Linked DNA regions of Mus musculus: regions 1, 2, 3, 4, 5 and 6 are each linked to region 7. Evidence: chromatin contacts called from public HiChIP or PLAC-seq and promoter capture Hi-C data. All regions are on one chromosome and are shown on one strand. Each heading gives the region's core, a stretch centred on a gene start, on an enhancer-like site or on the middle of the called end of the contact. The rest is flanking DNA. Distances are from core to core; before and after follow the strand shown. Region 1 holds the start of Cdk8 (cyclin-dependent kinase 8). Region 2 holds the start of Mtif3 (mitochondrial translational initiation factor 3). Region 3 holds the start of Polr1d (polymerase (RNA) I polypeptide D). Region 4 holds the start of Rpl21 (ribosomal protein L21). Region 5 overlaps Gm52832 (a long non-coding RNA gene). Region 6 holds the start of Wasf3 (WAS protein family, member 3). Region 7 holds the start of Cpsf4 (cleavage and polyadenylation specific factor 4).

Evidence for each region. Promoter capture Hi-C pulls out the DNA fragments that hold promoters and counts their contacts. HiChIP or PLAC-seq counts read pairs in DNA pulled down with a chosen protein or histone mark.
Region 1: a promoter capture Hi-C map of the HPC-7 cell line shows a contact between it and region 7. The contact joins the promoter of Cdk8 here to the promoter of Cpsf4 in region 7. A contact is called at or near these places in 7 of 39 promoter capture datasets (the HPC-7 cell line, cranial neural crest, frontonasal cranial neural crest and 4 more), 1 of 484 Hi-C or Micro-C datasets (B cells), 7 of 115 datasets of contacts at active chromatin or transcription factors (the 230-238 cell line, astrocytes, embryonic stem cells and 2 more) and 1 of 9 other capture datasets (embryonic stem cells).
Region 2: a contact with region 7 is called in a promoter capture Hi-C map of second pharyngeal arch cranial neural crest. The contact joins the promoter of Mtif3 here to the promoter of Cpsf4 in region 7. A contact is called at or near these places in 3 of 39 promoter capture datasets (cranial neural crest, embryonic stem cells and second pharyngeal arch cranial neural crest) and 2 of 115 datasets of contacts at active chromatin or transcription factors (astrocytes and embryonic stem cells).
Region 3: a contact with region 7 is called in a promoter capture Hi-C map of pre-B cells, with 2.7 times the contacts expected there. The contact joins the promoter of Polr1d here to the promoter of Cpsf4 in region 7. A contact is called at or near these places in 3 of 39 promoter capture datasets (the C10 cell line, cranial neural crest and pre-B cells) and 1 of 484 Hi-C or Micro-C datasets (B cells).
Region 4: a promoter capture Hi-C map of stem cell-derived epiblast-like cells shows a contact between it and region 7, with 3 times the contacts expected there. The contact joins the promoter of Rpl21 here to the promoter of Cpsf4 in region 7. A contact is called at or near these places in 8 of 39 promoter capture datasets (cranial neural crest, embryonic stem cells, frontonasal cranial neural crest and 5 more) and 2 of 115 datasets of contacts at active chromatin or transcription factors (astrocytes and large pre-B cells).
Region 5: an H3K4me3 HiChIP or PLAC-seq map of stem cell-derived neural progenitor cells shows a contact between it and region 7, with 7 times the contacts expected there. The contact joins the enhancer-like site here to the promoter of Cpsf4 in region 7. A contact is called at or near these places in 2 of 39 promoter capture datasets (cranial neural crest and hippocampal neurons) and 3 of 115 datasets of contacts at active chromatin or transcription factors (embryonic stem cells, fetal liver and stem cell-derived neural progenitor cells).
Region 6: an H3K27ac HiChIP or PLAC-seq map of embryonic stem cells shows a contact between it and region 7, with 5 times the contacts expected there. The contact joins the promoter of Wasf3 here to the promoter of Cpsf4 in region 7. A contact is called at or near these places in 5 of 39 promoter capture datasets (cranial neural crest, embryonic stem cells, frontonasal cranial neural crest and 2 more) and 2 of 115 datasets of contacts at active chromatin or transcription factors (both in embryonic stem cells).

Annotation. Positions count from the first base shown.
Region 1 is chr5:146,229,843-146,232,606 of GRCm38.p6, reverse strand. Cdk8 (cyclin-dependent kinase 8) reads right to left here and starts at 1,357. Exons shown (of 13, transcript NM_153599.4): 1 at 787-1,357. The coding sequence starts at 914.
Region 2 is chr5:146,962,435-146,965,134 of GRCm38.p6, reverse strand. Mtif3 (mitochondrial translational initiation factor 3) reads left to right here and starts at 1,338. Exons shown (of 4, transcript NM_001256102.1): 1 at 1,338-1,412.
Region 3 is chr5:147,076,009-147,078,902 of GRCm38.p6, reverse strand. Polr1d (polymerase (RNA) I polypeptide D) reads right to left here and starts at 1,557. Exons shown (of 3, transcript NM_181730.4): 1 at 1,210-1,557. The coding sequence starts at 1,235. Lnx2 (ligand of numb-protein X 2) reads left to right here and starts at 2,331. Exons shown (of 10, transcript NM_080795.4): 1 at 2,331-2,485.
Region 4 is chr5:146,831,586-146,834,285 of GRCm38.p6, reverse strand. Rpl21 (ribosomal protein L21) reads right to left here and starts at 1,396. Exons shown (of 6, transcript NM_019647.6): 1 at 1,115-1,396; 2 at 24-102. The coding sequence starts at 90.
Region 5 is chr5:146,314,077-146,316,776 of GRCm38.p6, reverse strand. It overlaps Gm52832 (a long non-coding RNA gene), which reads right to left. Exons shown (of 2, transcript XR_003956008.1): 2 at 291-1,187. Among named protein-coding and RNA genes, the nearest start is that of Gm52832, 9.0 kb to the right of the region's middle. Within about 2 kb of position 1,251, at least 82 of the 459 cell types and tissues checked have an H3K27ac peak or open chromatin away from gene starts, as enhancers often do. A contact at or near this core is called in fetal liver and stem cell-derived neural progenitor cells, where this site is marked.
Region 6 is chr5:146,383,637-146,386,435 of GRCm38.p6, reverse strand. Wasf3 (WAS protein family, member 3) reads right to left here and starts at 1,430. Exons shown (of 10, transcript NM_145155.3): 1 at 1,098-1,430.
Region 7 is chr5:145,165,577-145,168,465 of GRCm38.p6, reverse strand. It overlaps Cpsf4 (cleavage and polyadenylation specific factor 4), which reads right to left and starts at 1,253. Exons shown (of 8, transcript NM_001291248.1): 1 at 1,007-1,253. The coding sequence starts at 1,109. It overlaps Ptcd1 (pentatricopeptide repeat domain 1), which reads left to right and starts at 1,362. Exons shown (of 9, transcript NM_133735.2): 1 at 1,362-1,512.

The DNA of each region.
Region 1 (2,764 bases), core at 108-2,607, 1.1 Mb before region 7:
GATGAAAGAGAATGGAGCCCGTTCACTTCACTCAATCCATGAAGCAAAACTGAGTGTCACCAGCCATAGGTTTGATTTTTCTTTCTAGAAGAGGCTATTTAAAGCAAAAGGATTAAAGTTCACTGGCAGCTGATAGATTCTGCTTTAAGAGCTTGCACAACATAGCCCCTATCTGTCACTTGCTTTTTTTCCCCACACACCATCCACTCTGCACCAAATCCCCATTGTTCTATATAAAAACTCACAGCTAATGATACCTGAATAGCAACTGCTACATTTACATTACAGATGATCCTTCATGGAACTCTACAGACCCACATTTACTCGATGTCTTCTTTCTCCCATCAAATCCAAATTTGGCCACCAACTGATCACAACTGATAAGGGGAAAAGATCAGAGCTTCTCTTCCAGACTGATGGATATCACTCCAGAGCCAGATGAGTTAGTCCCCAAAAGGTTACCGGATAAATCAACCAAAGAAGAACAGATTTATTTAAACGGGCATCTTATAACCATCTTCTTTAAAAAAAAAGAAAACTATTCTGTACAGAAATTCACACAAAAAAAGAAAAAGCAAAAAAGGTACACACTGCCCACGAGACAGAAGGTCCGTCTCCCTCTTGCACGAAGGGTTTCTTGTGAGTCTGGATTCCTGGGACACCACTTCCTCCCCAAAGCAGGCTGGCCAGGACAGAGGCAGTCTTGGAGGAAGTGGGGACCCCGACATCCGAGCCGGGCACCTGCCTCCCAGCCTCGAGGACACCCGCAGCGACACCCACACTCACCCATCTTTCCTCTTCGCCTTGTAGACGTGCCCGTAAGTGCCTCGACCAACTTTGCAGCCCTCGTATTCAAACAGGTCCTCGACCCGCTCCCGCTCGCTGCTCAGCTTCACTTTAAAGTCATAGTCCATTGTCACAGCCTCCAAGGCCGGGGTGCTGGGGCGGGGGGCCGAGGGCCGCGGTGGGGACCGGGCCGCGCAGCAGCCGCAGCCCCCGAGCTACACCCGCCGGCCGCAGCACCAGCCCGCCTCACGAGGCGACGGCAGGAGGCCCCGCGCGGGCGCCGGGGACATCCAGGGGAGCGCCGGGCGGTCCCCGCGGGCGCGCGACAGCCGAGGGACGCGCTGGGGGCGGGGAGCAGCGTCCGCCCTTGTCCCCGCGCTCCCGGGGCGCCGGCTCGCGCGCGGTTGGCCGCGCGTGCTGCTGCGGGTGCGACGCGGGGCGGCCACGGCTGACTCTGCTCCTCGCCCACGCGCGTCCGCGCCTCACCTTCTCCCACACGCGCTCACGAACACTCAGGCTGCCATCCGCCCGGACAGACCAGCGACGCCACACAACAGCCGGTAGCTCCTCCGAGAGAGGAGGAGGAGAAGGAGGAGGAGGAGGAGGGCGAGGAGGAGGAGGAGGGAGAGAGAGGACGAGCGCGGAACACGGCAGCCGCTGTCGTAAAAACGTCGCGAAGCCTCGCGCTGCCTCCGCCCCACCTGTGAGCGACTCCGGAGCTGGCAGCCGTCTCTTCTGACGCCGGCAGGCGAAAGGGCCTCGCTCAGCCGCGGAGCGGAGCTGCTGACAGACTTACCACGTGGACTAACCCAGTCGCCAGTGCGGCCAGAAACTCCAAGGCTCAAGTGCACGGGTGGCTGCAGAAGCAGTCTTTACCACGACGCCGCGAATTCAGAACGTTGCATGATGGGATTGGTAGTCCGTCACGCAACGAGTTTCTGCTGCATGGAGATTATTTTTCCCAAAGCCGCATCTCTACAATCCAATTTACTTAGCCCATATAAACTTAGCAAAAGACACCTGTTAGGTCGTGGGGGATGGGGGGTGGGGGGCGGTTATTTTGTATTGAAGTCACTTCTGAACTCCAGGATTTAGAAAAGGGCAATTACTGCTCCCCACCCCCACCCCAAAGACTCCAGGTTTTTCCTTTCGTAGCCTCAACCTGTTTCTAAATACTACAATAAACTACGTGGTTGTATTTAAGATTTCTCTTCTTTCTTTGACATCTTTATACCACGGGGGGGGGGGGGGCGGTGGGGGGGGGAACTTAGTGAAGGGGACTGGGGAGATGGGTTAGAGTGCTAGAACGCTTGCCACGTGTTGTAATTTGATTTCTGTTGCTGTGATAAAACACCATGTCCACATATAACTTGGCGAGGGAAAGATTTATATCAACTTACAGGTAACAGTCTGCCACCAAAAAAGCCAAGACACCTGTTTAAAGAGGAAAAAAAAAAAGCTTTTAATCCACACATGTTTAAGTGTGCCTGTAATACTAAAGCAAGGGAGACAAAAAATAAATAAATAAATAAATAAATAAAATAAATAATAAAAAAGGCAGGATCTCTGCAGCAGGATGACCGGCTAGCCTTACTGAAATGGTATGCTCTCAAGGTTCCATGATAGACATCAACCTCTAGACTCCAGACGTATGCACTCATGCTTATACTTGCACACATCTGTGCATACACAAGAATGCTTATAGCCGGGCGTGGTGGCGCGCACCTTTAATCCCAGCACTTGGGAGGCAGAGGCAGGCAGGATTCTGAGTTTGAGGCGAGCCTGGTCTACAGAGTGAGTTCCACGACAGCCAGGGCTACACAGAGAAACCCTGTCACGGAAAACACAAACAAACAAACAAAATACGCTTATACACACAGGCAGATAAATTGGCAGAAATATCAAATAGGTCGTTGATAGTAAAGCAAGAATGTGTCTGCTATAGGCCTTACATGCCCTCTAATGACCCAGATTTGAT
Region 2 (2,700 bases), core at 89-2,588, 1.8 Mb before region 7:
CACTGTTCTTCCGAAGGTCCTGAGTTCAAATCCCAGCAACCACATGATGGTTCACAACCATCCGTAATGAGATCTGATGCCCTCTTTTGGGGTGTCTGAAGTGTACTTATATATAATGAATAAATAAATCTTTTTAAAAATGGGTAGTGATGGCAGTGTATCATGAGGGTGTCTTGAGGATTAAACTAACTCAATACAGGCTAAGTGTTTAGAACTGTGGTGCTTATGGAAACTTTATCACAAATGTGAGCACTTACAACTGTTATGGACCTGTCTATCCAAGAGGTGGTCTCCACACTTTATTTGCACAACTATGCTTCTATCGTCCCATGGAGGACTAATGCTGGCAGAATAAAAAGTATCTGTAATTCTTCATTTCACTTAGGAATGGCTGACATGCAGAGCCCAGCCCTGGCCTTTGGATCATAAAGAATTGCTTCAGCTTTTGCCTGTCACAGATACAAGGCTCATGGGCCAGAGGCTGTGATCTGATGAAGAAAGGGAGACTTGGATGCGGCTCTAAAGCTATTTAAGGATGACCCAGGTTCCTCACCTGCAATAAAAGGATGGTATTTTGATGTACCAGTAATAGTTGCAATCAGATATTACCCTGATTGAGTTATTTGGTGAGGATTAAACAAGACAAGATGTATAAATTATATGTTATAGACACGTAGTCTGTAAATGAGGGACATTCAGCGGCTTCTCTAAGGAGTTCCCTGTTGAAGAATGGGGAAAAGCAGGGACTTAACGCCAAAGTAGGGGACAGTCAACAGCTTGGTAACAAGGGTGCAGGGCCCCAATAGCCTGAAAGTGCAACACCCAGGGGCTCGAAGTTTCTGACCATCCTCTTGCCTGACTCTGGCCAATGCGGTCAATCATCCCACATGTGGGTGGTCTGTTATGATTTCTCCCAGTTCTGACAGTAATCGAACCTGAATCCATCTCTTTTTCTCAGAAGAGAGCAATCTTGAGAGCGAGGGTTGCACCCTGCTACCCAGCTAGAGCTTCCACTAAACCAGATCCGCAGGTGGCAATAGTTTAACACCGCCCTGCAGTTGTCTAGCACTGTAGAAGGCATTATTCAACATTATTAATGTAACTGGCGGAAGCGATGCAGTGACTGTTCCAGGGACTCTATATTTTAGCGTTCACTTGGCCTTTGGAGCAGCAGGTTAGTAGCAAATCTCTCAGTTTCACTCAGGCCTGCTGCACGATTCTTTTTTTTTTTTTTTTTTTTTTTTTTTTTTTTGTCGGAGGGCTTTATTCCATTAGTGGAATCCGCAGGCCGCAGCTGCACCCTCCCTTTAAGGGACTCAGGAAGTTCCGCCTGCTACGGAAGCCGACGCGGTGCTCCGGCGGAGTCCAGGTACGGACCTGCTAGTTCTTCCTGCTCGCCTACCCCGGCCCAGGTAACGCTGAGGTGAGGGCTTGGCGACGGGGCTGAGGTGGGAATGCATGTCCTGGGAACATTCTGTGCAGAGAGCCCTCCGTGGACGTGGGGTGGCGGCAGCACCAGCCTTCGGAGTCGAGACCAGTTGCCGAGCTGCCAATAATCACTTGCTCGCCAGCCTAGCCAGTTTCGCTGTTTGTGTGCGCGCGCACGCTCCTTCCACGGATTTGGGGGGCAAGGTGGGGGCGTAGGACAACTGGCATCCTGGTGGCATGGCGTCCTGGTGGGCGTGTCTGCTGCGGACCCCTTGTGAGCGTTTTGGGATTTTTTTTTCCTTTAATTTTTGATGTTTTTGCAACAGGGTCTCACTATTTATCTCTGGCTGTCCTGAAACGCACTCGGTAGACCAGTCTGACCTCAAACCTATAGAAATCCTCCTGCCTCTACCTCCGAAGTGCTGGGATTAAAGGCGTGCACCGCTCGCCGTGTCAGGACTTTTGAAATTCCTTCCGGAATTGAAGGTGAGAGAATTCAGTCATAGGATGAAGCCAACGTCATTTTCGCAAAATATGGATTCTACTAGAACCCATCCTTTCCTTCGGGAGTGAATATAAGCCCTCAATATGTCAATGTGAGCTTGTGATTATGAAGTGTAACGATTCAGAAAAAAAGTAAAGAAATAAGTGGTAGAAATAAGCTCCCGTCAGGCCATATCCCGTCAGGAATAAAGCCTTATCCCTCGGAGGCAGAGGCAGAGGCAGGCTGATCTGTGAATTGGAGGCCAGCCTGGTCTCCATAGTGAGATCCTGTCTCAGAGAGAAGGAAAGAAAAAAGAAATCAGTATCATTAGGTTGAAGAGCTGCTCAGTAGGCAAGGCAGAGTTCAGTGTCTGGAACCTAAAGGTGGAAGGAGAAAACTCAGTCCACAAGGTTGTCCTTTGACCTCCACACTGGCACCATGGCATGGGTGCCCAGACACATCAGACAGACAGGCAGACAGACACACAAGCACCCTTACCCACTGAGCCATCTGGCTGGCCCTGAATCTTTGCTTAGTATTAGATAGTGTAGGCTGTGAGCATAGTCAACACGTTTCCGAGTTAACTGATACAGTTTCATAATTTTTAGTGTTGTGAAGGCTGCACTGATGAATAGTGTTAGTGTGTTTAGGCTCACTTTAGAAATTATTGGAACTCCCGTACTAATCACAAGCCATAATTTATTATTTATTATTACTGTTGTTGTTGATATTGTATTAGGAAACTCAAGTTTGGAACTCAAGTAGCAATTTTAAAAATAAAACATTGT
Region 3 (2,894 bases), core at 308-2,807, 1.9 Mb before region 7:
TGGGCTCCTTTTTGCTTGCCTTTTTAGCTTTATAGTCCTTTATGCTGGCCTCAAACTTGACAAGCACATGCTGGCAGACATTCAAGAGCTCATTCAGGCCTTTCTGAAACGGCTCAACAGCTGGAAGGGCACCCCGGGTCTGAATTCGCAAATTAATTTTGCTCTCTGAAGGATGGGTCGTAGTGTAACCACAAAATTCCACTTCCGGGTTCTTCATGATTATGTACCGCAGACAGTTTCCTAGTGTATGGTCCTCCTCGTGCAGGACAAATGTCACACACTGTCTATCTGTTCCAGCTGCCTGGACCATTTCCAGGGCTGTCTTCCTCTCGCCTTCAGCCATTGAGGTCTTCAATCCTGATATTTTTCTACACACATATTTTTTTTGTAAGAATAAGATCACATGGAATATCGTTTTCTGATTAACTTTTTATGATTCACTGCCTCATTCTCCTGCCTCCACACTTCTAGCCATAGATATTTAACTCCAGTTTTTCCCTACTTCATTTGACTCCAGCAAAGAGGGGGAGGGGTGTCATCTCAGAAAAAAAAAAAAACCCCACCAAGTTAAATGTTTGCAAAATCTTTCTTGGGATAGAGCAAAAGAAAGGGGCAGAGTTACAATAGGGTAGGCCCTGCTGCAAGATGAAAAGGGAGTTGACAGGTATAAAAAACACGATTACTTTAGCATAAAAATGGCAACCACAAGTTATCAGGGTGGCAGGCTCAGTTACGGCTCCCATTTGAAAGAGGTAAGGAAACTACTAAGTTAAAGGAAGTGAAAAGTTTAATAGGAGGGAGAATTTGGTGGACAGAGAGAATTTACGAGCAGTCTGCACAGAGCGGAGTTGCAGTAACTTTAGCCAACTTAAACACGCCAGGCCCGCCACTCGGGACGGCTGGCCCGGTGCGTGACCTTACAACGAGGCAGTTCTAATGGGGGTGGTGGCAGTTTGGGACTTACAGCATGATTCCCAACTTCTCTCCCCTCCCGGATGGCTAGCATCCCTCTGGGCTTTTCTGTTACAAATAAACCCACGGCTCCTCCCTCTTCCCAACCCGGCCCGCTCTACTCTCTCTCCTTCCTTCCCCAGCGCCTGGGGTCAGGCCTAGCCGCCACGCCGGGCCGCAGTCGGCCGCGTGCCCCTTCGCCACCCGCTTCGCTGGCCCGACCCGCCGCCCCACTCCACTCTTCCCCTCCACCCTTACCTCTCCAGCTCCTGATCGTCTTCCATCGCGGGAGGTGGGGGTGGCGGCTCCAGGAAATCCTCAGGTGGCGCTGGCGAAATGGAAGCTCTTCCCCATGTCGCGAAAGGTGCGGGACAAGGCAGGAAGGAAGAAACCACCGACGGAAGAAGCGGATGACGGAAGGAGGGGGGCGGAGCCGCAGCGGCGCGGCAGGGCCCTCTGTGGGCGGGGCTAAACCGGGTCCCGCCCCCGACCACGCCCAGGCGCGGGCAGGACGGTTCACCTGGAACTGCGGAAGCTAAGCCAGCTGCCGGGCACAGCCAGCCGGTCCCCAAGTGCCACTGAAGAGCATAGGCTCTCACCTGTCGCCCCGAGACACCTGCTATTTAAAAAGAGTCAGAGTCGGATCTCTGGCCTGCTAGGCTCTCCAGGAACCCGACTGCCCCAGGGCTGGCTATTCCCAGGACTTGAGTCCTCAGGGGCCTTTCATGGGGCACCTTGAAAAAGCAGAGAGACTGTTGTGCAGAGATGACTCTCCTGACGATACTGTGGGTTTTAAAAATTTTTCTCCCTGGGGTGCAAATGTACATCTCCACTAGGTGCAAGGGCTGCGATGGTCTTTCTTTTGCGAGAGAAGTGAGAGTTTGGAGCACCGCCCTCCTTCCTCGGGAGCTCACGCTGTGGGACTGGCAGCTCCTTTTCCCTTTGATCCCAAGGAACCGCCCTTCTTCTCAGGTGCATCCTCCCAGCTCCCACCTGACCCTGGCCAGGCTGGGTCCCCGCCCCACCCAGCTGTCCCCTCGCCCTGCACACCTACACGTCAGCCGCCCCCCGCCACCTGTTCTCCCTCAGCCTGGTCCCGCAGCCCTCCCCTCCCTTCAGCTGTCCCACGCCCGGCGCGGCGCTCCAGGGGTGCACGCAGACACTTCCCGAGCGTTTTCTCTGTGTGTCTGAGAGGGAGAATCCGGCCGGGAGCGATGGCGGAGGGCGGAACGCGCTCACTCTAACACGGGGGTGATGAGCAGGGCCGACTCGGCCCCTCGAACTCCTTGATTGGTCGAGAGGCTCCGAGCCCGCTCTTAGTCCCGCCTTTGTCCGCCGTTGATTGGCTCAGGTGCGTGTCGGGTTGGGCCTCTGCGCTCGCCCCCTAGGGGAAAGGCAGCAGGGGCGGTTGAGAAGTAAAGTCTTGGCCGGACTTTGCTTCTCGCCAGGAAATCGGCGGCGGCGAGTCCCAGCGGAGCGGAGCCGGGCGGCGTCCTCGTCAGCGCTCCCGCGGGGAGCCCGCCGCTTTCCCTCAGTGAGTTACTTCGCCTCAGGTGCGGGCGGTGACGGGGTGTGGCGTCAGGGTAGGGGGGACCATCTGGGGGACCGCTGGGGGCCGCGTGCTGTCTGGCCCGGCCCGGTGCGGGTGCGGGTTCCAGGAACCCCGATGCAGGTCTGCGCGCCTCTCGCTTTTCAAGACATGGAGGTTTGGGAACGAGTTCTTGCACTTTGCGTCTGCACGTTGTCTGGAGCCAGAGTGGCGCTAGCTAGTTGCCCTCTGGTTTTGTTTCCTGGAAGGGATGAGCAGAGAGGCACCCTCCTCCTTGCCCCAGCCTGTTGCGGGGGAATTCTCACCTTTCTCTTCAGATTTGACATGTTTGGGAGCGTGGGGGGTATAATTTCCAAAATATGAGTCCCGATTTGGAAGCATTTGCGCACAAAGC
Region 4 (2,700 bases), core at 147-2,646, 1.7 Mb before region 7:
AGGCACAGACATAACAAACTTACCATGTTTCCTAAAAGGCCTAGAGAACATGTACCGGGTGCCTCTCCTCTTTCCCTTTGTGTTCGTCATTTTGGCGAGTTACTGAAACCAGAAAAGTTATCAGTCAAATAACAATTCACAGTTTATGTTATTAACTGTCCCAATAACCACACCCCCAAAAGTCATCTTGTCGCACAGGGCAGGCCCTCTCAACCTCAGCACCTCCGTCAACCTTCCAAATCACAGGAATTGAAAATGGGTGCCCACAATTCCTCTTAGCAAAAGAGGCCAAATTCTATCATTAGCACCATCAGACTGGATGCTAGAACTTAAGCCAATACATTGCAACCTGCAACTCCAGGGTAACTTGAAGACCACCAAACTCAGCCTCTTTGATGCTGTTTAATTCCATTTTACTACAGTAGCTTTCTATCAACAATCTCTTAATCGCACACCTGCACTTTCGAATGCTATTAGGAAGCATGCATAGAAAACCACATTCCAACTAAATTTAAATGCTAATTTAACACCATCTACGAACTTACCTACTACACATATTTAGAACCAGATCGTGTATTCCCACAAACCAACAAGGTTTGGATTACTCCAGTCATCCAGGGCAGAAATACCCGCCATTCCTAACCACAAGGGAAGCTCCAAAGCATGGTGTACTAGACATAACCCCTTGCCCTTGTAGTCTTAAGCAGCCTTAATGTTACCTTCCTTCCCCACGCTCGTCTTCTAGGGCCAAAATTCCTAAGTGTTTCATGTATCCAGAGGAAGGGTCCCCATTACATCATTACCAGGCTGACCCGGCGGGCACCCTCCTCGCCCGAGCCAATTCCAGGCTTCGGCACCCCGGCATCGTTAAGACCCAAGCAGAATCCTAAGTCCCAGCCCGACAGCACATGCTCAAGTCTGGGGTTGGGCGGACGCCCGGCAACCAAGACTGCGCCAGGCCCGGCTCCCCCGGATAGAAGCTCCCTAGCATACACCGCCCAGGGCAGTGACCTCCAGACGGTCTCCCCACGCCCCTAACACGCAGTCTCTGCGGCGTGGGCGCCACACGCAGCGTGTGTGGAGAACAAGACGAGAGAGCCACGCGCGTACCAACCTGGAAGATGGCTGCGGCGGCCGAAAGGAGGAGGGCGGGGCTGCGCGCTCTTACAAGGCCCGAGGGCTGCCCGCGAAGCTGCCTGAAGAGAAACGCCGGGCCCGCGAGGCTGGTCGAGAGAACCTCATCGTCCCGATAACCTGGAGACGCCGTGAGGACACGCTCCCCGGCGCAGATTAAAGGCAGCAGGCCAACAGAAACTCACTCAGGCATCCTGCTAGACATCCCGGAATGGGGCCCTCGCGGGCGTGGAGCCGGACGCGACTTCCGTAGCGTGCTGACGTTACCTTGCGTCGTGTGACGTAGGAGGCACCGCCTCTCTGGGTTGCCCAGCGTTTTGCGGTGTGGTACTTGTTAGTGTTAGTGTCTCCTGAGTTTCCAGGCCATCCTGAGCCACATAGGCGAGACCCTGTCTCAAACAAAACAAAACGCCTCACTTTGGTTTTCTTTCCTCTCATACCTGTAGCTCGAGCCTATCTAGAGACTAGCCTATCTTGTCTATTAATTGTACAAAATAATAGGTTTCATTTTGACATCTTAAGACAGGCGTGTGTGTAAAGTACTCTCATCATAGGCACCCCATTAGCCTTTTCCTTCCCTTCCTGTCTCCCTGGCTGTAGATAAGGGTGTTTAGTCAGTCATACTGGAAGCAGTATTCCTAATAATCTATGGGGATAACCGAATTGGATATTACGAGCGCTCGAATAATAGATGAGGACTTTGAGAGATGAACATTGTTATTTTTATAATAGCTATTCGGATCGTCATTCCACATATGCAGTAGTGCCCCACTTAAAATTGGAGACATTAATTTCTGTCCTTAGTATGCGTTCTTGGGAAGGTAATTCCCACCTTCAGCAAAACAAGAAACTAGCGTGCTGGTTCAGCCAGGAGGCTGGAGTGAGTGCACGTCTTAAGCTGAGATCTCTGCCAAGCCATGCTCACGGACAGCCTGCTGACCGGAGTCTTCTGCCTGCTTCCAAGCTTCATCCTTGAATATTTATGAACTCTGAAAACCACTGTATCCGGCTAATAAACCCCAATAATAAATTCGCTAAAATCCAGCGAGTGACATATCCAGCCAGGGTTAGGTTCTGCTGTTTGAAATCCCTACATGATGACCATTTAATTGGAAGGTTCTGTAATAAGACTGAAGCCCTAGCCGGGCGTGGTGGCGCAGGCCTTTAATCCCAGCACTTGGGAGGGCAGAGGCAGGCGGATTTCTGAGTTCGAGGCCAAGGCTGGTCTACAGAGTGAGTTCCAGGACAGCCAGGGCTATACAGAGAAACTCTCTTGAAAAACCAAAAAAAAAAAAAAAAAGAAAAAAAAAGACTGAAGCCCTATCTCAGTGTGTGAAAAACATAACTGATTTAATTAACCAGGAGTTTAATCCGAGGCTTCAATTATTGAGCAAACTTTAATATCTATGACCAAATTATGTACGGTTACTTATAATTAATTTTTATCTTGGTCATAACAAAATTTTATCCCCAAGGCAATTTTTGTTTGATTTTGAGATAGAGTCTCATTGTGTGGCTATGACTTATTTGGAACTCAGAGGAATCTGTCTCCCTCTGCTTTTTGAG
Region 5 (2,700 bases), core at 2-2,501, 1.1 Mb before region 7:
AGTCTCCTCAATTTCTTTTTTTTTCATTAATTTATTTATTCACTTTACATCCCAACCAAAGCACCCCTCTCCTCCCCGTTCCTCCCTCAGACAGCTCTTTCCCCATCGTCCCTCGCCTGCTTCTCTGAGAAGGGAGAGGCCCTCCCTAGGTACCAACCCATCCTGGCATATCAAGTCACTGCAGGACTAGGCACACCCTCTCCCACTGAAGCCTGACAGTGCAGCCCAGTTAGGGAAACAGAATCCACAGACAGATAGCAGAGTCAAGGACAGCCCCATTTCAATTTGGGGGGGACCCACATGAACACCAGGCTGCACATCTATGTGCAGGGTGGAGTGGGGGGTGGGGCTAGGTCCAGCCCATGCTCGCTCCTTGGTTGGTCGTTCAGTCTCTGGGAGCCCCAAGGGTCCTGGTTAGTTGACTCTGTTGGTCTTCCTGTGGAGTTCCTATTCCCTCCAGGGCCCTCAATCCTTCTCCCAACTCTTCCTACAAGACTTTCCAAGCTTCATCTAATGTTTGGCTGTGTTTCGGTCAGCTGCTGGGTGAAGAAGGCAGTTATGCTAGGCTCCTGTCTGCAAGCATAGCAGAGAATCATTAATAGTGCCATGGGTTGGATTTCTCCCATGGAATGGGTCTCAAGTTGGGCCAGGCATTGGTTGGCCATTCCCTCAGTCTCCGCTCCAACTTTATCCCTGCACTTCTTGTAGGAAGGACTAACTTGGGGTGGAAGGTTTTATGGGTGGGTTGGTGTCCTCCCCCCTCTACTGGGAGTCCTGCTGACCCAGGCTTTCTTTAGAACACCTGCTGTTTCGCCATATTTATTGGCTGTTCTTGACCTGCAAATGAGCCAAAGCTATTCGCAATAAAAAACAACCTCTCGGTGGACTCTAGTGTCTTGGTCCCTCTGCTTTTTCGAGCCAGGGATATAAATGCCTGCATTTGCCACGCCTCCTCTTTAAATCTCACACACTGTGAGCACTGCACTCCCAATTTCCCAGGAAAGCTGAGCAAGAAATAGGTTGGCTCAACACCAAATCTTTTGAGCATTTAGAACCACTTTGCTCTCAAGCCACCGCTCAATGAAGGTCACCTGGCTGTGTAATTACCATTTAGACTCCTGCTTCCTCCTGTCCCTGGGGGCTGGTGACTCAATCAAGTGCTTCCAGGTGGAGGCAGACAGTGGGTTCTGTGTAAGAATAAGCGTGTCATTGAGACTTAGGAATGCAGAAGAGACTTTGGCCGGGACTGAGACAAAACATTTGTAACCGGGTCACTGCCGTGTGAGCACAGTAGAGTCTTTTCCCAACAGAGGGACAAGGCTGGGATTGTGCAGCTCCTAAATAAATAAATGAGCTGAGAAATGAGTGTTGAGAGGGCCCTGCAACCAGAGAGTACGTTTGGAACACATCGTCAGGAAGTAAATGTCGCCTTTGTCTCCAGGATGACTGAGACTCTCATAAACTCTCAGAGGCACAGAATAAACACGGAAGCGTAGAGAGGAAGTGGGACCCAGGAAAACTACGGCAACAGGATACATTTTTGAGCATCAGAAAGTCGATTTAAGCGCATGGCTTAATTTTCATCTGGTATATAATACTTACCCACTAAACCTCCACTGAAGGAGGAACACGGCACATGTGTAAGCAGTGAGCAGTCCCCGGCCCGCCTGCCTCTTTCTGCTGGAAATGGCAGAAGCCAGTTAAAATACCTCGAAAGTTAGAGTGTTTAATGGCTTATGCAACTTCAGAATTCAAAGGTGGATCAGTTTCTAGGATGTAGGTCCGTGCTGACCCTCCTGGGAATTTAGGGTCTGTTTGCTGACCCCCGCCTATCACTCAATATTAGCTTTATTTACCCCAAGATAAGCAGGAGAGACATCAGAGGAAAACACCAGCCTCCAGCATCGTCAAACTTTGTAATTTTCAATATAAAACACTGATTTAGTCTCAAGTTTAATTTGCATTTAAACCAAGTACCATAGACTAGAGGAAAATCATACGTATAGGCGTGGTATCTACAGGTGTGGTGCACAGCTACGGGGAGGGACAGGAATGGGGTGAGTCATGTTCCTGGCTATTTGTTTGTGGGTGTTATTAGGGCAGACAGCTTACTGAACTTACTAGAAAGGCCCACTGTTTAGAATTAACATCAAAACTCCAAATGACCACGGGATTTCCTCTGGGATAAGAAAAAACTACGATCTAGCCACTCTCTTCTGTCAGCCTCTATACCTAGTGCCACTGGAGATGTGTGTAAAGCTGAGTCAAGTTCCCAGAGTGGTGGGGGACGCTGTGGGTGCCACCTCAGGCCCTCTCAAAAGGCCTGGCCACCCATGCAGGTAAATCCAGGACTCTGGAGACACTAGCCCCATCTGCAGGCACAGCCACCCTCTCCACCTTACACTTTTCACCTTCTCTGCTTCGCCAAGGGGAAAATCGGGAGAGCAGGGCTGATCTGCAGAAACTGCACCACGTTCAGAAAGCACAAGCTACTGGCTTGGAGCTGTATCAGCCCTGGGGCCACCCACTCCAAACTGCATTCAGCCTGAAGTCCTCTGAAAGGAATCGGATGACCAAGGCAAGGCTGTATCTTTTCTAAGTTTGGCAGCCCGAGGAGAGAGGATGCTGTCTTCTCTGCTCCTGAAGCATCTGCCCCACCCCCCCCCCCTCAAAACAGAGCAAGCAAGCAGGAAAAGCCCC
Region 6 (2,799 bases), core at 181-2,680, 1.2 Mb before region 7:
AGGTTCTGTTTGGTATACGGGTCCAAGCGGTAAGTCGCCTTTGCAATCCAGTGAGCTTTGAACATCTAAAACAGCACAACTTTCTTAAAATCAACTCAGCGGAGCTTTTAAATTCAGGAAACTGAGCGCTACAAGACAGCTATCCGAACCCTGGGAGAAGGAAGCAGAGAAGACATGATCTTTAACTGCCTTTGGGAAAGGTCAAACCAGCTCGCTCCGGTTTAACCTCTCAAGCAGATGAAAGGACGGACTGAAAAGAGCCACTGCCTGCATTGTCTCGCTGCTTGAATAGGAAAGTTTGGTAAAGCATACACAAAAACAGTCCGTGCCCAGGAGAATTTGCCCTAGACGAGACAGCGAAACAAGTCAAGTACTCTGAACTCGGTTTGCTGTAGAGTCGCAGGTATTTTCGCAGTTTTAGACAAGCCAAACTTTCAAAATGGAAAACATTTCAAATAGTCGGCCTCCCTCCCTTACAAAAACGTGCGTTCAGAATCTTAAAAGTCAAAATGTCATACCCCATTAGGCATTTGAATTTAAGAGCTTCGATGCGAAATAAAAAGGACCCTTTCTAACCTTCGGCTTTTGAAAACTCAAAAAAAAAAAAAATTACTGCTAGGAGATAATCACCATATCAAAACCAGTCCCTAAATGATTTTTAAAAATTCCTATTCCTCTAAACATCAGCCAAGAAGATGACCGGCTACCTTTAACCCCAGGCCTATCCCATAGTTTCTCAATAATTAAGAACTCTGCTCTCCACTGCAGAGAGGCCAAACCAAGAGGGAAAACCGGCATTTGCTGGGAAGTACCAAAGCCAGAGGGGGGAAAGATGAGCTGTCCGGGAGGCTGCGCCATGGACCAGGCCGGGAGCAGCCGGAGCCTCGGTGCACGCGGCCCGCAGGACCCCAGCGCAGGCCAGGCCGCACGCGGGACGGGAGCAATCGGGATGAAGGATGCGCAAGGAGGATGCGGCGCCACCTGCGGCCGGGAGGGACCAGGGCAGGTCGGCAGCCCGAGCGCGGCACCCCCGGAATCCCGCCCCGCGTCCCCCGGAGGTCGGCCCGGAGCCTGGGAAGGACCACAGCCGCACTCACCGCGCCGCGCTCCCGGCTTCATCGTCCTGCCGCCCGCACCGCAGCGCGCAGCGGCGACAGACGCGGCCCCCGGCCCGGCACCGCGCGGCCACGCCCCCTTCACGGCCAGGGGGCTGGATTGGCGAGCTCTGCGGCCAATGGAGAGCCAACGGGAGAGGGCAGCGTAGGCGCTGCGGGGGCGGGGCGTTGCGGAGAAGGCGGCGCATCCTCAGGCCTCCTCCTCCAAGGTGGGTAACCAAGGGGCCTGGGTACCTCCTCTATCTGCAGACCCCTCGGATCCCCACCTGTAGCTTACCCTTCACCTGGATCTTGAGGCCCCTGGTAACACAGGGCTGTCTACCTACCTGTATGTCCTCGGACACGGTGCAGGGCTGGGGATTCACCCAAGCCTGATAGGATTATAGCCCTGTCATCAGTTGGCATTAACCCCTGGAGGTTCAAAAACCCTCCATCTTTTTCATGTTCAGATTCCTCTTCCCTTGGTCTTCACCGTCTCCAAATCCTATTCTCCCCACCTACGAGACACACAGCCTATTAAATAGGGTAGTCTTGAACCACCAACTTATCCTGGTCTCCGGTAGTGCGGGATAACTGAGGCAAAAATAAACAAGACCAGGAGAAAGTGGGGGTTGCGGGGGGGGGGGGGGAGAAGATAGCGTGTTCTCCTAAGTTCCAAAGGAAATGAGCTTTACTGCATCAAAACACGAATGTTACACATGTCCTCTGTCTTTATTTACAAATCGAATCACAAAATAGAAAGCTATATTTAAAAAGCTCAAGAAAACTGATTCGGGTGGTCTTTAAGACGTGATAAACAAGCCAGTAGTAAATGCCTAACAGTTGGTAGACATTTTAGCAGAGTTCACACTGACACAAAGATAGCAGAAAAAAACACGCACCGTTCACAAAATCTGCACTGCTTTCAAGGGATTTTTAGAGCTCTATCCTCGCTTTCCATATCATAGCAATTTGGAATATACAGGTAAACAAGACGTCAGCTCTCCAGTATTATAAACACTGACACGGGGATATATTTATGCCCAGCCCAAAGACAACTTGACATTCAAATTACAACTGCCTCTCCTCCTTTTCGTCTGCTCTTACCCAGGGAAGCAGCTACCATACGTATTTACGTACATTCAGGTCATTGATGGAGGACACAAAAATCTGAAGATACAGGAGTATCCAGACTGCCTTTCTTGTGGTTGCTAGTCACATTTACTGAGTCCTCTCACTTCAGTCCCCCTTGCCTTACCTGAGCTGCCTCTAGACTTACTTAACTCTGAACATGCCGTGACCCTTAATGGTGCGGCTCTGGAGTGTTGACACTTGCTGCATCGGGTCACTTCCTTTTAGATCCCAGTTCCCTGACAAACTCAGTTTATTCTCTGCTTATGTCCAGTGAGATACCTTGTACTGTGTCAAACAGAGTATGTAGTACATATAACTTACTGTTGGTGTCTTTGTTAGGGTGTCATCGCTGTGAAGAGACGCCACGACCAAGGCAACTCTTATAAAAGCAAATGTTTAACTGGGGCTGGATGGCTGTGTCAGAGGTCTAGTCCGTTATCATCATGGCAGGAAGCATGGCAGCATCCCGGCAGACGTGGTGCTAGAAAGGAAGCTGAGAGTTCTACATCTTGATCTGAAGGCAGCCAGGATGAGACTCTGTCTTCTGCAGGCAGCCAGGAGGAGCTCTCTT
Region 7 (2,889 bases), core at 4-2,503:
TGTCCTGGAACTCACTCTGTAGACCAGGCTGGCCTTGAACTCAGAAATCCACCTGCCTCTGCCTCCTAAGAGCCATGATTAAAGGCGTGCGCCACCACTGCCCGGCTATTTCTGTGTTTTTTAAAGAAACCCAAATCTTTACTTCAAGTGCACACTTGCCTCCACAGGTTTGTGGATCTATTGCCCCACACAAATGTTCCATGGTCTCAAGGCAGTGCCATCAAATTGAGTAAAAACCTAGTGCTTAAAAGGCTAGCCTGATCTATAGAGTGAGTTTCAGGACAGCCAGGGCTATACAGAGAAACTCTGTCTCGAAAAACAACAACAACAAAGAGTAGACATATGTGCAAGGACGACCTGGCCAAAGAGGACAGTTCTGTCTGAATTGAAGCAGCTCCCCCAAACGGAAGATATATCCCACCAGAACAGGAAAACCATCTCATCACATGAAGAGGGACAGTAAATATAGCTCGGTCTAAAGGTTCGCTGGGGGCCTGAGTTGGGACAGGTGACCCGGAGGTGGGGTAGTGAGGAAAACGGACAATTCCAGGACAGGGAAGGATTTCCCAGGAGCTAGACTAAAGCAAGCCTGGAATATGAGGGTCTACTTGGAGTCTTCGACAGTCAGATACACTCAGACTCTTCTACCGCCTAGTTCTGATGAAAGTAGAGAGGAGCACGCTAAGAGGTGGAAATGGGGGACATTCTAAGACTTTGCTGAAGTTGGAGCAGGATGGGAGAAGGCAGTTCCACTTCAGGATGACACGCGTTCACTGGAGAATTACGCGAACAACCGACACAGTCCTGCTGTCCCGAGGATTGCCACGGAGCAGTCCCCGGGGATCAAGGATCCAAGGAAAGGTCTCCCCGAGTTCAAGTGACACCGGGAAGTCCCAGGACGGAAGCGGAGGAACTAGGCGAGGGTCCCGGGTTCCAGGGCCCAGGGCTGGGGTAACCTCTGGTCAGAATCAGACTCGCCCACCCACCCGCCGGGCCCCGCACTCACTATCCATGCCGGGGAAGGGCAGCGGCTGCGCCCCGAGCTGCTGCTCCACGGCGATCTCCAAGTCGAACTTGATGTGATCTACGCTGGCGATTATTTCCTGCATGGCGGCGGCGGCGGCCTCGGGCCCAGCTCCCCCTCAGGTCTCTCAGCCGCTCTCCGCAACTCACGCTACCTCTCCCCGTCCCCTTCTCGCTTGCCGCCACCGCCGCCGCCGCAGCCGCCGCCCCGCGAGGGATGCCGGGAGCGCTGGAGCCCGCGCCGGCCCTTTTTTCCCATCCAGACTCAGCCAACGGAGCTCAGAGTCCGGCCACTCCTTCAGGCCTGACTAGCCGCCGACCGATCGCCTGTTTCTTTCGGTTCTGTATCTTACACAAGAGGCGGCGACGCAAGTGCGCCTGCGCGGGATCTCCGTAGTCTGTGCTGAGGGCAGGAACGCTGTCTCTGGAGCCGCGGTCCCTCGACTCTGAGGACGTCTCACTAGGGGCTCGCCGCTTAGAACGCTCAGAGTGAGTTTCTGTTCAACCCTCATAGGAAACCCGGAAGCCGGGTGGAAATTGGACCTGAGGGACTTTGTCCAAGCTCAGATGCGAAAACGGAGGATCTAAAGGCCTGGGGAGAGGAAGCAAGGGGCGACCTAGGGTCCCAGGTCTCTCTGTGGGTGTAGCTCTAATGCAGACGTTTAAAAGTCGGGTAAGGGGGCAGGAGGTGTGGCTCAGTTGGTAAAGTGCTTGCCCCACCACCGCATAAGCCGGTAGTGTTAGTACAGACTTGTAATCCCACTAACTGGCAAGTGGAGGCAGAAGGGTCAGAAGCTCAAGACCAGACTGCATTACATGAGACCCTGGAGAGCGAGTCAACCTAGTAGAGCTAAGCCTCAAAATACCGTCATACCTCTTTTCCCTGTTATTATGTCTTGTTTTTGTTGTTGTTTGTTTGTTTTGTTTTTTTATTAAAGGGCTTCAAAGTAAGCAGGCCCAGCACAGCCTAATAAAAATAGAATGCGAGGGTGAGAGGGTGTAGCTCTGTGAGAGGGAGCATGTGCATATATGTGCCTTCCACACCACTCGAGTGCAGATTAGGGAAAAGCTTGTACCACAAGTCCTTCCAAGTATGTTCAGGAATCAAGCTCAGGTCACCGAGCTCTGCAGTAAGCACCTTTATCTGCTGAGACCCTCTTGAGCCTCTTGTTGTTGTTGTCGAGACTGGGGATCTCTAGGTAGCCCTGAGTAGCGTGGACTCACAGTTGTAGACCAGACTGGCATTGAACTCATAGAAATTCTCCTGCCTCTGTCTCCCTGGTGCAGGGCCTAAAGGCATGGCCCATCACGACTTACTCTTACTTTTTAAAGACAATCTCATGAAGCCCAGGCTGGTCTTGAAGTTGACATTATAGCTGAGGGTGACCCTGAATTTCTGACTCTTTTCTACCCAGCTGAGATAGTAAGTTTGACTGATCTCCCACTCCCCACCCTGCACAGAGCCAGGTCTTCCTAACTCAGAGCCTACCCTCTGAGTAAACTTGTCTCTCTTTTCTGACTCTTTTTAAAAAAGATTTGTTTGTTTATTTATTTATTTATTTAATGTATGTGAGTACACTATAGTTGTACAGATGGCTGTGAGCCTTCATGTGGTTGTTGGGAATTGAAATTTTTTAGGACCTCTGCTCGCTCTGGTAGGCCCTGCTTGCACCAGTAGGCCCCCTCACTCCAGCCCAAAGATTTATTTATTATTATATGTAAGTACACTGTCGCTGACTTTAGATGTACCAGAAGAGGGGGTCAGATCTCATTATGGGTGAGCCACCATGTGGTTGCTGGGATTTGAACTCAGGACCTTCGGAGAGCACGCTGAGCCATCTCGCCAGCCCTTCCTTTCTGACTTTT